Linked DNA regions of Mus musculus: region 1 is linked to region 2. Evidence: chromatin contacts called from public promoter capture Hi-C data. All regions are on one chromosome and are shown on one strand. The core of a region is the stretch at or near the end of the contact, and the rest is flanking DNA. Distances in the headings are between cores, read along the strand shown. Region 1 has its middle 16 kb from the start of Ccnl1. Region 2 holds the start of Shox2 (short stature homeobox 2).

Region 1 (5,718 bases), core at 2,080-4,579, 1.0 Mb before region 2:
TCAGAAATCTGCCTGCCTCTGCCTCCTGAGTGCTGGGATTAAAGGCGCATGCCACCACACGCAGCTTTTCTGTTTTTGTTTTTTAATGTCTTCATTTTCTTACTGAAAACAATAACTCTGGAAATCTAATGAACATTATAAGTTTGAGCATTTAAACATAAAACCAGAAATAACATGAACTCTTCAATGATGTAGTTGTTTAAACACACTTCTCTATGCATCGTTTCACGTTAGAGGACTGTTAACATCTGCCGGCCCCTAGAATAGCTGTAGCCATTTTGTTCCGTGTCTGTCAGCTATTACATATTGTTGCTGTAACATGGCTACCAGTCACTGATGCAGAAGAATCACTTGACTCAGAGCTAGGTTTTGCTGACCATATCGCCTGTTATATTTAGTATGTTCTATATGACTTTTGTTAATCTTAAGAAAGTCCACAAAGCTTCACTTAGGACCCATCAAATCAAAGGTCAATATGAACAGTTCTGTCTAAAACGGCTTGAGTCAGAACTGACCGCTGACTGGGCAACTTCCTGCACCTGTGTATGAACTTACTGTGGTTTTGCAATATTTTCCTTTATAAGCCTGAGAACAGACTGGTACCACAATTAGGTTCCTGATCCCTTTTTGTGTTCCTGATCTGCTCAGTACTGGGATGTAGGTTCAATAAACTATTCTTGATTAACTGAGATTGGTGTTCTTATGGTTTTTGTGGCAATTTCTGAGCCCCAAGAAGGAGTCCCCTAGTTTACTGTGTTATTTTGCTTTCATGAGTACATGGAAAAATCCATTTGGATTTGGTTGATTGTTTCCCTATTACTAGATTTACGTTAAACATTTTTTCCAGGACTACTCCAAAGATGCTGTGCCTGCACACATGGTTTCCATCAGGCGGCAAGATATTGAGTTAATTTGGCTGTTCTGGAACTCTCCACCAAGCCTGCCTTGAACTCAGAGATCTGCCTGCTTCTGCCTCCCAAATGTTGGGATTAAAGCTGTGGGCCACCACTGCCTGGCTCAACTCCAGTCTTCACGTTTGCATAGCGAGCAGTTTAAACCGCTGAGTCATCTCACTAGGCTGGTACCTTTACATTGTCAAAATTTTAACTATTTATGGCATGATTTTTTTGACCTTACATAGAGCTCTGCGTGTGTGTGTGTGTGTGTGGGGGGGGGGCAGGGCATGGCATGAGAGTGGAGGTGGGAGGACAGCATGTGGGACTTTGTTCTCCCCACACAATGTGGAATCTGATAGTTTCCCCACTGAAAGAGAAGACTTCCTGGCTTCCCTTGTGGATTAGGGAAGCCATTTCTACCCCTGGAAGGAATTTTGGCCACCGGCATATGTCGATGACAAAAGTGTCCCTTTACCATGAATAGACATAGTTCCACCTAAGGTCAGACCAAGGCTCATTTCCAGTTTCTCTGTGGACTGTATAATTTATTCTTCATGAGAGGATTTAGCGCAATGGTTCTCAACCTGTGGGTTGAGACCCCTTCAGAGTTGCCTAAAACCATCAGAAAATAGAGATATTTACATTATAATTTATGACAGCAGCACATTTACAGTATAATGTAGCAATGAAAATAATTTTATAGTTGGGGGGGTCACCACAACATGAAGAATGTAATAAAGGGTTGTAGCATTAGGAAGGTTGAGGAACCACTGAGTGAGATCAATATTCTCTCCAGCCTGGGTTCAAAGCACAACCTAGTGCTTTAAGAATATAACCTAGCCTCTACAAAGGCCTGCACTTACCTTGAAGCCTACAAGGACCATCTTTTCTAAAAATTCCCAAAGCCTCTAAACAACTGATCTAGTTAAGAGATATGCTTAATTGCTGTATGTGTTGATCTAGAGATCTGTCCATCAAAGAAAGGAGTGGAGCTGGCTTCTTTACTCTTCCTTAATTAGTCCATGTTACATGTAAATTATTTATTACAGATTTGACAAGCTGACTCCTTTCATCTTTCCTCCGTTGGTTGAGCGTATGGAATGAGAATGTAGAAATTTTTAAAAGATTCTGTTAATAGGGTTAATTAAAAAAATTTTGGTTGTTCAGTTTTAACTTTGCAAAATAAGAGATTTACTTTTGACACGGCAGTCACTGACTTGGGTAGTAACATGGGCTGTTTCTAAAATATTTTTCCTGATTCTCACCCCCCCCCCCCCCAAAATCTTTTTTGTGACAGCAACTAGGCTAACATTGCAGCTTAGGAAGGACTGTGACATCATACTGAACAATACTCATTTTGTAACTAAAGGAAAAGACTTCCTGAAAACACATCAGAGGGTACTTTGCAAGAAATTTTAGTTGGACTTAGTTGTAAACACTGTAACATTGACCTCACTGGAGAGAAAAGTCCTGCATTGGTGATGGCTATTTTGTTTCTGTCTAGTGGCATACATACTTCAGAAACAGATGTTGCTCATCTACTGCTCCTCCAAACCATCACAAACAAGATTTTTTTTTCTACCAGTCAATAAACAATTTAGAGGTGTTTACATTCCTAAGTTTTTCAGCTACTTTAGAAATGAGTACATTGGAATACGAACAAAATTGCTTTTGGTAGTTCACACTGTTTTCATGTGTATCTTTGGATTCTCAGAAGCAACCAAGTTTCTAGTTACAGTGTTCCCGGAGATCAGTGGAGTGCTGGCTGGATTACTATTTTGTATTTAGATAAAAGGACAGTTTACACCTAAATTTTAAGATTTCAGTCGAGTGGTGATGGCTCAAGCCTTTAAATCCCAGCACTTGGGAGACAGAGGCATGCTAGATCTCTGAGTTTCAGCCACCCTGGTCTACAGAGCCCCAGAGCATCCAGAAATAGAAACACCCTGTCTTGAAAAGAGAAAAAAAAATAAATAAATATAATTGTAGGTACTGTAGTGACTCGTTTATAATGCCAATTTTACTATAGGTAGTCAGCGTGGCTCGGCTTTAAACTTAAAACCTCGACACCTAGACGTCAGCCTATAGTATTGGTAAAGCATGCTATTTTCTAGTGTGTTGTGTGGGATTTGCGGACACTCAGTCCCAACGTGGACTGTGGGAGAGAAAGCTGTTTCTGCTCTCCAGTAAAGCGTTTGGGAACATTCAAAATGCCAAGGCCATGACATCACATGTTCTTTATCTTCTTGATAGGAAAGCTGGTAAATGTTCTGGGGCAAGTGAATTTTGTAAACAGGTCATTACGAAGATATTAACAAGGTTTACGGGAGCCTGGTAAGACCTTCGTCACCACAACTCAATAGGGCACTGGAGAGATCAGGACTGGACAGCCGCACTGTGCCCCAGGGAACTGGGGGAGGCAGGGCAACTCCTTCCCCCCCACCTCCACCCAACTCGCTGACCACGTGGTACCGCAGAGCGGCAGACAAGCGACGTTAGTGTCCCCTGCCCCAGCTAGGAAAAGCCGCGGCTTTTCCGCCAGAGAGCATACGCTGGGACTAACAAGTTTCGGGTTGGGACTCATCCAGCCCCGAGGAGTGTCCACTGATCAGTTTCTGGGAAAGCCAGCAGGGAGCCGCGCTGGGCGGGGGAGAGAACCGGGTGGAGCGGAAGTGCACAAACCGGAAGCCGTCATCTAGCCCCGCCCACCCGCTCGCGCGGCGCCCTCCTCCCATCCTGTGGGCGTGTCTAACTCGCTCTCTGGCTTCTGTCCCTGCGAGCGCTGACGCTGCTCCTCTTCTGGTCCCCGCAGCGCCAGCCTCCTGTGACGCCAATAGCCGAGTCCTTATCCAGTCTGGCCGTGGGCCTCGGGGGTGGGCTGAGTGACCAGTTGCTTCTCCTGTGCCTTGGCCTCCAAGCACTTAAATTGAACAGTTTTTAGAGTTTCTTCAAACTTTAAATGTACCCATTTCTTGTGTGAAACTATTATTAATCCCCTCCCAAGCTGGGGGCTTCCGTTGAAAGGAAACAACAAGAAAATAGGTCAATTAGATGTATTTGGAAACGTTGAGCTGTATTTATGCCTTCCCTCTAAACTGGAGAGAGCGTGGAGGCTTTCTGTAAGAAGGCTGGGATAAGACACCTTAGCCTAGCTTGAAAAGATTAATGTAATTTTTAATTTTCTTTTGGATTGTCCTATCCAAGTATTGCGTCTTGAAAGGCTGGACATGAAAAGCAGCTGAGTTTTAGAGAATAGTTAATTGTCTTAAAAAGGCCAGAAGGCTAATTTAAGTGAACAAAAGCCACCGCCTTCAGGCCAACTTGAATAAGGCGCCTTTAAATAAGCGGTGTCTGAGTGTGCCCCACCCCCACCCAGGCTCTGCCTGCTTTTGTCTTTTTTCTCTTTACTACTGTTATTAGTTCACTTCCTAAATTCCCTTTTGTCTCGACTCCCCTCCCTATTGCCACTTCCTTTGTTTTGTTTTCAACACTATCAGATCTTTGGCTGCTTTCCTGATGATTGAGCTGTCCTTTTTATCCTGCCCTTTAAATCCCCACAAACCTAAATTGCAGGGTTAAAGAAAACATGTTCATAAGGGTGTCAAAAGACAAAGAATTTTCATATAGTTGTTTTGTGTATAAGTCTAGAATTGGGCAACATTTCATCTATAAAATGGGTGTTCTGATAGACGGAGGCAGAATAAGTTAGTTTTATGAAGAATGGAGTGCTGATGACCCGTGAAAGAGCAAACCGATTAGACATTTCACAGTGACTGTTCTTGTAAGGCAGGAGTGGAATTCTGACAGTTGACAAAAACAAGCAGACAAAACCCCCAAACCTAATTGGTTAACATTATTTTACTTCAGGTCGCCTTTAGTGTTAGAATAGAGAGAACTGACTGGTTCCTGTTGAGACCGACCAGTCAGGAACTTGCTCCAGACTCTTGGGAAGATCAGTTTAGATTTGGAGATGTGGAATTGATGTAACTGATTCCATTTTTATATTCAGTTGGTTGTATTCTGGCCTAGTACAGGCCATTTAAAAATTATTCTCTTATACTGTACAGAACAGTTTCCCCTCTCTCCGCTTCTCCCAGTCTCCCCTCTCCCCTAGATCCATTGCTTCTGTTTCCCTTGAGAAAAAAAGCAGGCCTCCCAGGGATATCAACAGAACTTGGCATAACAAGTTACACACAAGTTGCAATAAGACTGGGCACAGACCCTCAGATCACAGCTAGAGGAGGAATTCCACTAGGAGAAGGGTCCTAAGGGCCGACAAGAGTCAGGGACAGTCCCACTCCCGCTGTTAACAATCATAACATTTATACAGAGGACCTAACTCAGACCCATACAGGCTTCCTGATTGTCGCTCCAGTCTCTGAGCCTCAACAAGCCCTGTTTAGTTGATCTGTGGGCTGTGTTCTCATGGTGTCCTTGACCCCTCTGGGGCCTACAATCCTTCCTCCTCTTCCTCAGGGCTCTCTGAGCTCCCACAGGCCACTGTTTTTTGAGGAGGGTTTTTTTTTTGTTGTTGTTGTTGTTGCTGTTGTTGTTTTGAGCAGGGACAAAAAGTTCACATGCATATGGAGGCTGGGGCTTTAGCTCAGTTAAGGCCTCCCTTAACATGGGTGAAGCCTTTGACAGAGATGCTTCCCACTTTCTACTGTGGATGTTCGGTGAAAGGAGAGTGCCTGGGTGGATGGAGAGGGAGAGGTGGGCCAGCTTGGAATGGGAAGTGGGGATTCTAAGTGTAAATTACTTAGAATCTAGAACAGGAGAAAGTCCAGCGGGATGAACAGTGGTTTGAAATGTTAGAAAACGG
Region 2 (6,099 bases), core at 3,250-5,749:
CAGGGAGTATCTGTTACAGCGATACTTTGTAACAGCTGCAGATGTTCTAGCCTAAAACTGCTCCATGTGTTCAAACAAATAATGACCATCATTTTCTCCCAATTTTATTATTTGAGCGGAAATACAATCTGAAACGTTTAAATTTGTTCCCTATAAAGCTGGAAGGATATGTATGTGTGTTTATAATTCCTCCTTTAGATTATCCTCAACCCCACCAATAATGAAAAAAGCTGCAGTTCTGACCCCAAGTGATATTCTGAAGGCCAGGCTTTGCAAACATCAATAATACGATGTGTATGTTGTTTTAAAATGGAGTTTTCATGGGTTCAGGTTCTTTGCGTTGGTTAAGTGGAGGAACAAAGGGTGGGCAAACATATTCTATGCCCTCTGTTTCTCGCTCAGTTAGAGACCGATCCGCTAGCAGTACACTGTAAATTTTTGCACTTAACAGATGCTAATTTTCTTTATAGTCTGTACATCCATAAACCTAATTGGTATATCCGTTTGGCAAACCTAGACCCTCAACGAAACCCAACTCCAGAGAGCAAAATACTCGTTGTAACTTTTAAGGCTTCAGAGATAAAACGTTTTCTATGGCATTTTTTTTAAGGCTTATAAAAGTAGGCCCATTAGGATTAAACCACATTAAAGACAGCGAGGGGCTAGGGGGGTGTGGTTAATAGAAACTCTGGGAGCAAGCCCAGCACAGCTTTCTTTTTCAGCGAACATATGTTGGCTTAGGAGTGAAAGGGGCTACGGGATCAAAACCCATTTTAGAAAATAAGATCTTTAGAAAAGATGTCCCCCCCCTTTTTTTTTCATCTCACACCAGACACCTGCAGCTTCCCCGCAAACATTAGGTATAGCACTCTGACTTTCAGGACCCAGCCTCCACCTCCTCGCAATGGGGGTACCTGTACTCGGGCCTCAGAGAGCCCCAGTCGCTGGCTCAATTCCTCGCGCATGAAAGCGTCTGGATAGTGGGTCTCATCGAAAAGCCTCTCCAGCTCGTTGAGTTGTTCCAGGGTAAAATTGGTCCGACTTCGCCTCTGCTTGATTTTGGTCTGGCCTTCGTCCTCCATCCCTTTCGCATCGTCTTTGCGATCCTTCAGTTCAGGGGACACTGAAGAGGGCACCACGGAAGGACCACACGTGCGTCGGAGCACGCACCACCACACACACACACACACACACACACACACACGAACAAAAAAAAAAAAAAAAAGCAAGACAGTCTCATTACCAGATTTTTCCAGAAGGCTAGAGACTCCTAAACCCTGGGAGCGCGGGATCCCTGTGAAGACCTGGAGAGAGGATGGGGTCTCTGAGACCCGCAAAGTCTCGTCTGTATAGCTGCCTGGGGACAAGGTGGGCACGCGGCTACCCAACTCAACTGGGGTCTTAGCTTACCCTCTCACTACCTGTTCCCTTCCCTTCTGTCAACACCAAATGCATTCCTGACCCTATGGCACTCACTGACCCACGCACTCACGGAAATCAAAAGCGCTGCGCGGGCCTCTCCCAGAGCCCGGTCTCGGTTAAAGGGCGCGGCAAGGCCACGCGATGGCCTCGCACGCCAGCTATCCCCAGAGGGCTGTTCCGCTGTCCCGCCAGCCTCTGCTGCCTCTGGCCCTTTGCCTCCCGCAAACTTGCTGGTCTAATTTAGGAACAACTGGGCCCGCTGAAAGGTTGCAGCAGGAAAACGAGATTCTGGTACAGCGCTGCGCCGAAAGCCACGTCCCCGGGTACCCAAGGGCTCGGACCAGACCCCTACGGATGGTTCCATCAGCAACTAGGCAGTCCCTGTGCTCCCTGCCAGACTCGGGTCGGATTGGCACAGGCAACCACGCCATGTTGGCGGCCTGGATGACTGGCCGCCCACGCTGGGCCAGAAGGGTAGAGGCGGCAAATCAGACAGACTCTGGTGGTCAGCAAAACCCACCGCTGCATCTGTCCTCTCCTTCTCCCTCCCCGGTGGAAACCAAGGATCGACCCTAAAGGCTTAAACCCACTGAGATCAACAGGTTCAAGCAGAACATTCCTCGGTTTCTATTGGCTGTTCAAAACCTTTTCATGCATCCAGCCGCTCGGATGTTTAATAAAATATGCATTTTCCCCCTCACATTCGTTGCTACTTTGCTGTCCTTCCATGTAAAAGATAGGAGCTCTGGCAGTGTGAGCAAATAGAGCCACACGAGGGGTGGTATATATGTATGTCAAAAGGCAATGATGAGGACAGTCAAAGTCAGGCCCATATCAATACAAGGTCCACCCAACCTTCATCCTCTGCATGATTTGGAGATGGATGTCCACTGTCAAAGCTAAGTTTAGATAGTAGAGGCTGTTTTTGATTCCTCCCAACCCAGGAACCGGATCAACACAGAGGGGAAAAAATTAAGTCGAAAGAGCCAAGCTACAAAGAAATTAACACTTGCCCAGAGCTTGGAAATCAACAACCCCAGCAACTGGCTCACCCAGGCTTGCCAGGGCTATGTAACCCGAGTCTCAGAGCTATGAACCTTGAAGGGTTACTCTGGGGGCCCCTTTATCATTTTACCCTATCACGTTCTAAATTTAGGGGAACACGGCCGGCCGGGATCTCGGTGAAGGCAAAGCGCCCCATCTTGCCCCAGCTTGGCATTCTATACAGTAACCTTATTTATTGCCTGTATTTCTGCTTCTCAGAGTTCATTTTGTGGACGTTTGTTCTTCCTCCGGGAAGGAAGTAGATAAGGTCACAGCAAACATTAGGGGTCAATTTAATAGAAAACATTACTAGGACAATCTCACTAACATCTTAGTAAAATTTAAACAGGAACATATATTCTTCAGATGGGAAGGTGGACTGGCTTTGTCTGTTGTCACCCCCAGAGTGGATTCCCCTCAAAGTTTAGGGGCTTCAAAGGAAAACAAATCCAAATTTCAAGTTGATTAATAGACTTAATATAATGTCTCTTTCGCCCCCAACTTTCCACTTAATGGCCTAAACAGGAACAGACCGTGTTATAAACAAGTTAATTGCTTGCTTAAATTTGTGATTCTACGCATGCCACATATTTTCTTAATTGGAAAAATATGGCAGCACACCAGTTACTGCAGTACCGAGTGCCAAATTAATTTTTAACTTTGAGTTGATGGACGCTTCACCGGTTAGATAAAGCCTTTTTCTAACACTGCTCTCTCCAAAAGTCTCTCTCTCTCTCTCTCTCTCTCTCTCTCTCTCTCTCTCTCTCTCTCTCTCTCCATCTCTTTCTCTCTCTCTCCTAAAGTACTGCACGATTCTAGCCAGTAAAGAAATTGTGTATGTAGTGTCCTCGTCGTCGTCCCCCACCCTCTACTCCTCAATTCCTCCACCGAGAGGGAATCACCTTGGCCTGGACCTTTGGCTGGCTCCTACCTTAACTGTTCAGTAAGAATGTGAAGTTTGGTCCCCAAGATCCGGAGATTTGGGGGCTTTGCAGAGTTACAGTGGTTTTGATGGCAAATCTAAAGAAGGGCAATGTCGTGTGGCTCTCCTCTTTCTCTCCCCTCCCCTTCTCTCCTTTAGGCTTAGGAAAGGGGTTCTGGCAAACTCGGGACTACGGGCTAGTTACAACCGGCCTCCTAGTGAGCCCCTGCCGCACCCCTTCTCGCCGCGGGCCACACAAACTTCGCCGTCCCGCAGCGCGGCCCCATCCTCCCGCTCGCGAAAAACATATTTCGGTGCAACCGGAGCGACAGAGAAGGGTGCGCGAAACCCCACGCCCTCCCCCACGCGAGGACCCCACCCACGACGGAGCAGTCTGGCCTCCTACCCCTCCACTATCCCGGTATCTCCCAAAGCTGGGGTCCAGGGCCCTCTGCGATGCCGCCCTCCTCCCGCTCGGGTCCCGGGTCCTCTCCCGCCCCGAGGATAAGGGAAGGCAGTAAGGGGAACCGCGGCCGGGGGCAGGCCGTTACCCTCCGTCAGCCGCGGGCTGCCGGGCTCCCTGCTCCGCTCCGCGGCTCCCATGTCCAGCTCCCGGACGGGAGAGCGCCCTCCTCCAGCTCCTCCGCCTGCTCCTCCTCCTCCAGCACCTCCTCCGCCTCCTCCGCCTCCGCCTCCGCCTCCTCCCGCGCCGCCGCCTCCGCCGGCCGCCCGGACTGCCGGGCTGCTGCGGTCGTCGCGGCCCGGCTCGACGCAACCGGGCTCTTTGGCCCCGCGCAGCGGCCCGCTCTCTAGCACCTCCCGGTACGTGATGGCCTCCTTCTTCTCCTTCACTTTCTGGTCAAAAGACTTGGAGACGAACGCCGTAAGTTCTTCCATCGCGGCCGCTGCCGCCGCCGGTCAACCTCGCGCTCAAGCTCTCCCTGCCGAGCCCCGCTCTTTTTTTCCTCCTTCTTTTTTTACTGCTCCAGCCCCCCCAATAATAACACATCAATGGGGCAGGGGGATGGGGGAGGAGAGGGAGGAGGAGGAAGAAGAAAAAGAGGAGAAGAAAGAAGAGGAGAAGTAGAAGGAGAAAAAGAAGTAAGAGGAGGAGGAGGACGAGGAGGAGGAGGAGGAAGGAGGGGGTAAAGGGGGAGAGGGGGGAGGAGGGAAGGGGCGGGGGCCGCCAGAGGGAAATGGGAACTGATGCTTCCCTGCCGGAGTGCGCGTGTTCAATGTTAAGATCTTTGACAATTCTTCCTGCGGAGAGTTCAGATCTGATAGCGACGCAGCTCTTGAAGTCTCACTATTTATACTTCCTAAAGGCGGGCCTCTTGTTCTGAGTAAATTACCTCCCCTCGCAACTCCTAGTGAACCCCTTCGCGGGTAGCAGGAGCGCCACTACCTGGGGTGGGGAGGAGAGGGAGTGGGGACGAGAGAGAGAGAGAGAGAGAGAGAGAGAGAGAGAGAGAGAGAGAGAGAGAGAGAGAGAGAGAGAGAGAATATGAATATGAATATTGAGGATGGAGGATCCAGGCTGGAGTCCACCGGGCTGGAGAGGGAGGGCAAGCAGGGGACCAGAGGGGGCGGGGAGAGGAGGCAGGTCCTCAGCGGTCGGGTTTTCTGATAGCCTCGGCCGCTGGTGCTCTTGGCCATTAATCCAGGATTGACAAGAATCCCTAATTAATTTAATTAAGCGTGGATTTTGCGTTGGTGTCACGACTTAGTAAAACACTGGGGAACTGGATAGACTTCTCGGAGGCGGGGCCAAGAGGAAACTGACAAGTGCATTGCAATCAGAGTCAGTGGGTATCCTCAGAGAGTACCCGACCCTACAGCCTCGCTCTGGGTGGGCATCCCAACTGCTCGACCCTACAATGATGACCCCTGGTCTCTGGCCCAGTATCGGGCTCTCTATGGTTAATAGGCCTAGCAACCATTCCAGTATTCCGTTCCTGCACCCTTTCTTGCTCCAAGCCGCTGCAGCTGCACAGCGGTGCATCCGGTCTTCACGCGCCTGCTGCGAATGGGGCTTCATTGCAGCACCTCGGAAGGCTTCACCTCCTTTTAGGATCTTCCGAACGCGCAGCCAGCCTCACTGAGTACTGGTCCCTGTAATTCACTCTACTACTTTGGAGTCAAAGCTGACTCCCATAAAGACACATCCCGCTAGAAGGGGTTGGTCGATTTAACTTGTTTCCTGAGCAGCTGTTCTCTGCCAGATTCGGTCTTAAGGTATTTTCTTACAGCCCGGTCAGGCGCAGTTCCATTTCGATTTTCTCTATGAGGTCTAAGGGTTCTTACTCCTTTTCCTAACAACTCCCTGCACCCTGCCCTTAATTATTTAGCATCTTGGGGGGCATTCTAGTTCGATTTCCTAATTCTGAAAAACAAAAGATGACTACTTTTTGAGTTCTGCGGAAAAAATTACCGATGTTGCTTGTCGCTCGACTAATTTTTGTTTACCGTGGACTGTGAAAAAAAGACTCACTCTTTGGAGGGGGGAAAACAACTCTCTTTCTGATTTATAACTTAAAAACTGTATATTTGACAATTATTTTATAAAAACTCTTAATTATATGGGGGGGGGGGACATGACTGTCTCCTCTAAGCCACGGCTTGCTGTGTGATTTGTAGCTATGCAAATACTTATTTGCTCACACAAAAGAATGTTTACATATGAAATGTTACATTTACTTGAATATGTAAAC

What was found. Promoter capture Hi-C pulls out the DNA fragments that hold promoters and counts their contacts.
Region 1: a contact with region 2 is called in a promoter capture Hi-C map of embryonic stem cells, with 4 times the contacts expected there. The contact joins the enhancer-like site here to the promoter of Shox2 in region 2. A contact is called at or near these places in 2 of 39 promoter capture datasets (embryonic stem cells and liver), 1 of 484 Hi-C or Micro-C datasets (palatal mesenchyme), 7 of 115 datasets of contacts at active chromatin or transcription factors (astrocytes, bone marrow-derived macrophages, embryonic midbrain and 4 more) and 1 of 9 other capture datasets (embryonic stem cells).

The regions. Positions count from the first base shown.
Region 1 is chr3:65,971,237-65,976,954 of GRCm38.p6, forward strand. No RefSeq gene overlaps it. Among named protein-coding and RNA genes, the nearest start is that of Ccnl1, 16 kb to the left of the region's middle. Within about 2 kb of position 3,330, at least 437 of the 459 cell types and tissues checked have an H3K27ac peak or open chromatin away from gene starts, as enhancers often do. A contact at or near this core is called in astrocytes, bone marrow-derived macrophages, embryonic stem cells and 5 more, where this site is marked.
Region 2 is chr3:66,977,272-66,983,370 of GRCm38.p6, forward strand. It overlaps Shox2 (short stature homeobox 2), which reads right to left and starts at 4,500. Exons shown (of 5, transcript NM_001302357.1): 1 at 3,940-4,500; 2 at 915-1,123. The coding sequence starts at 4,285. It also overlaps a transcript of Rsrc1 not described here.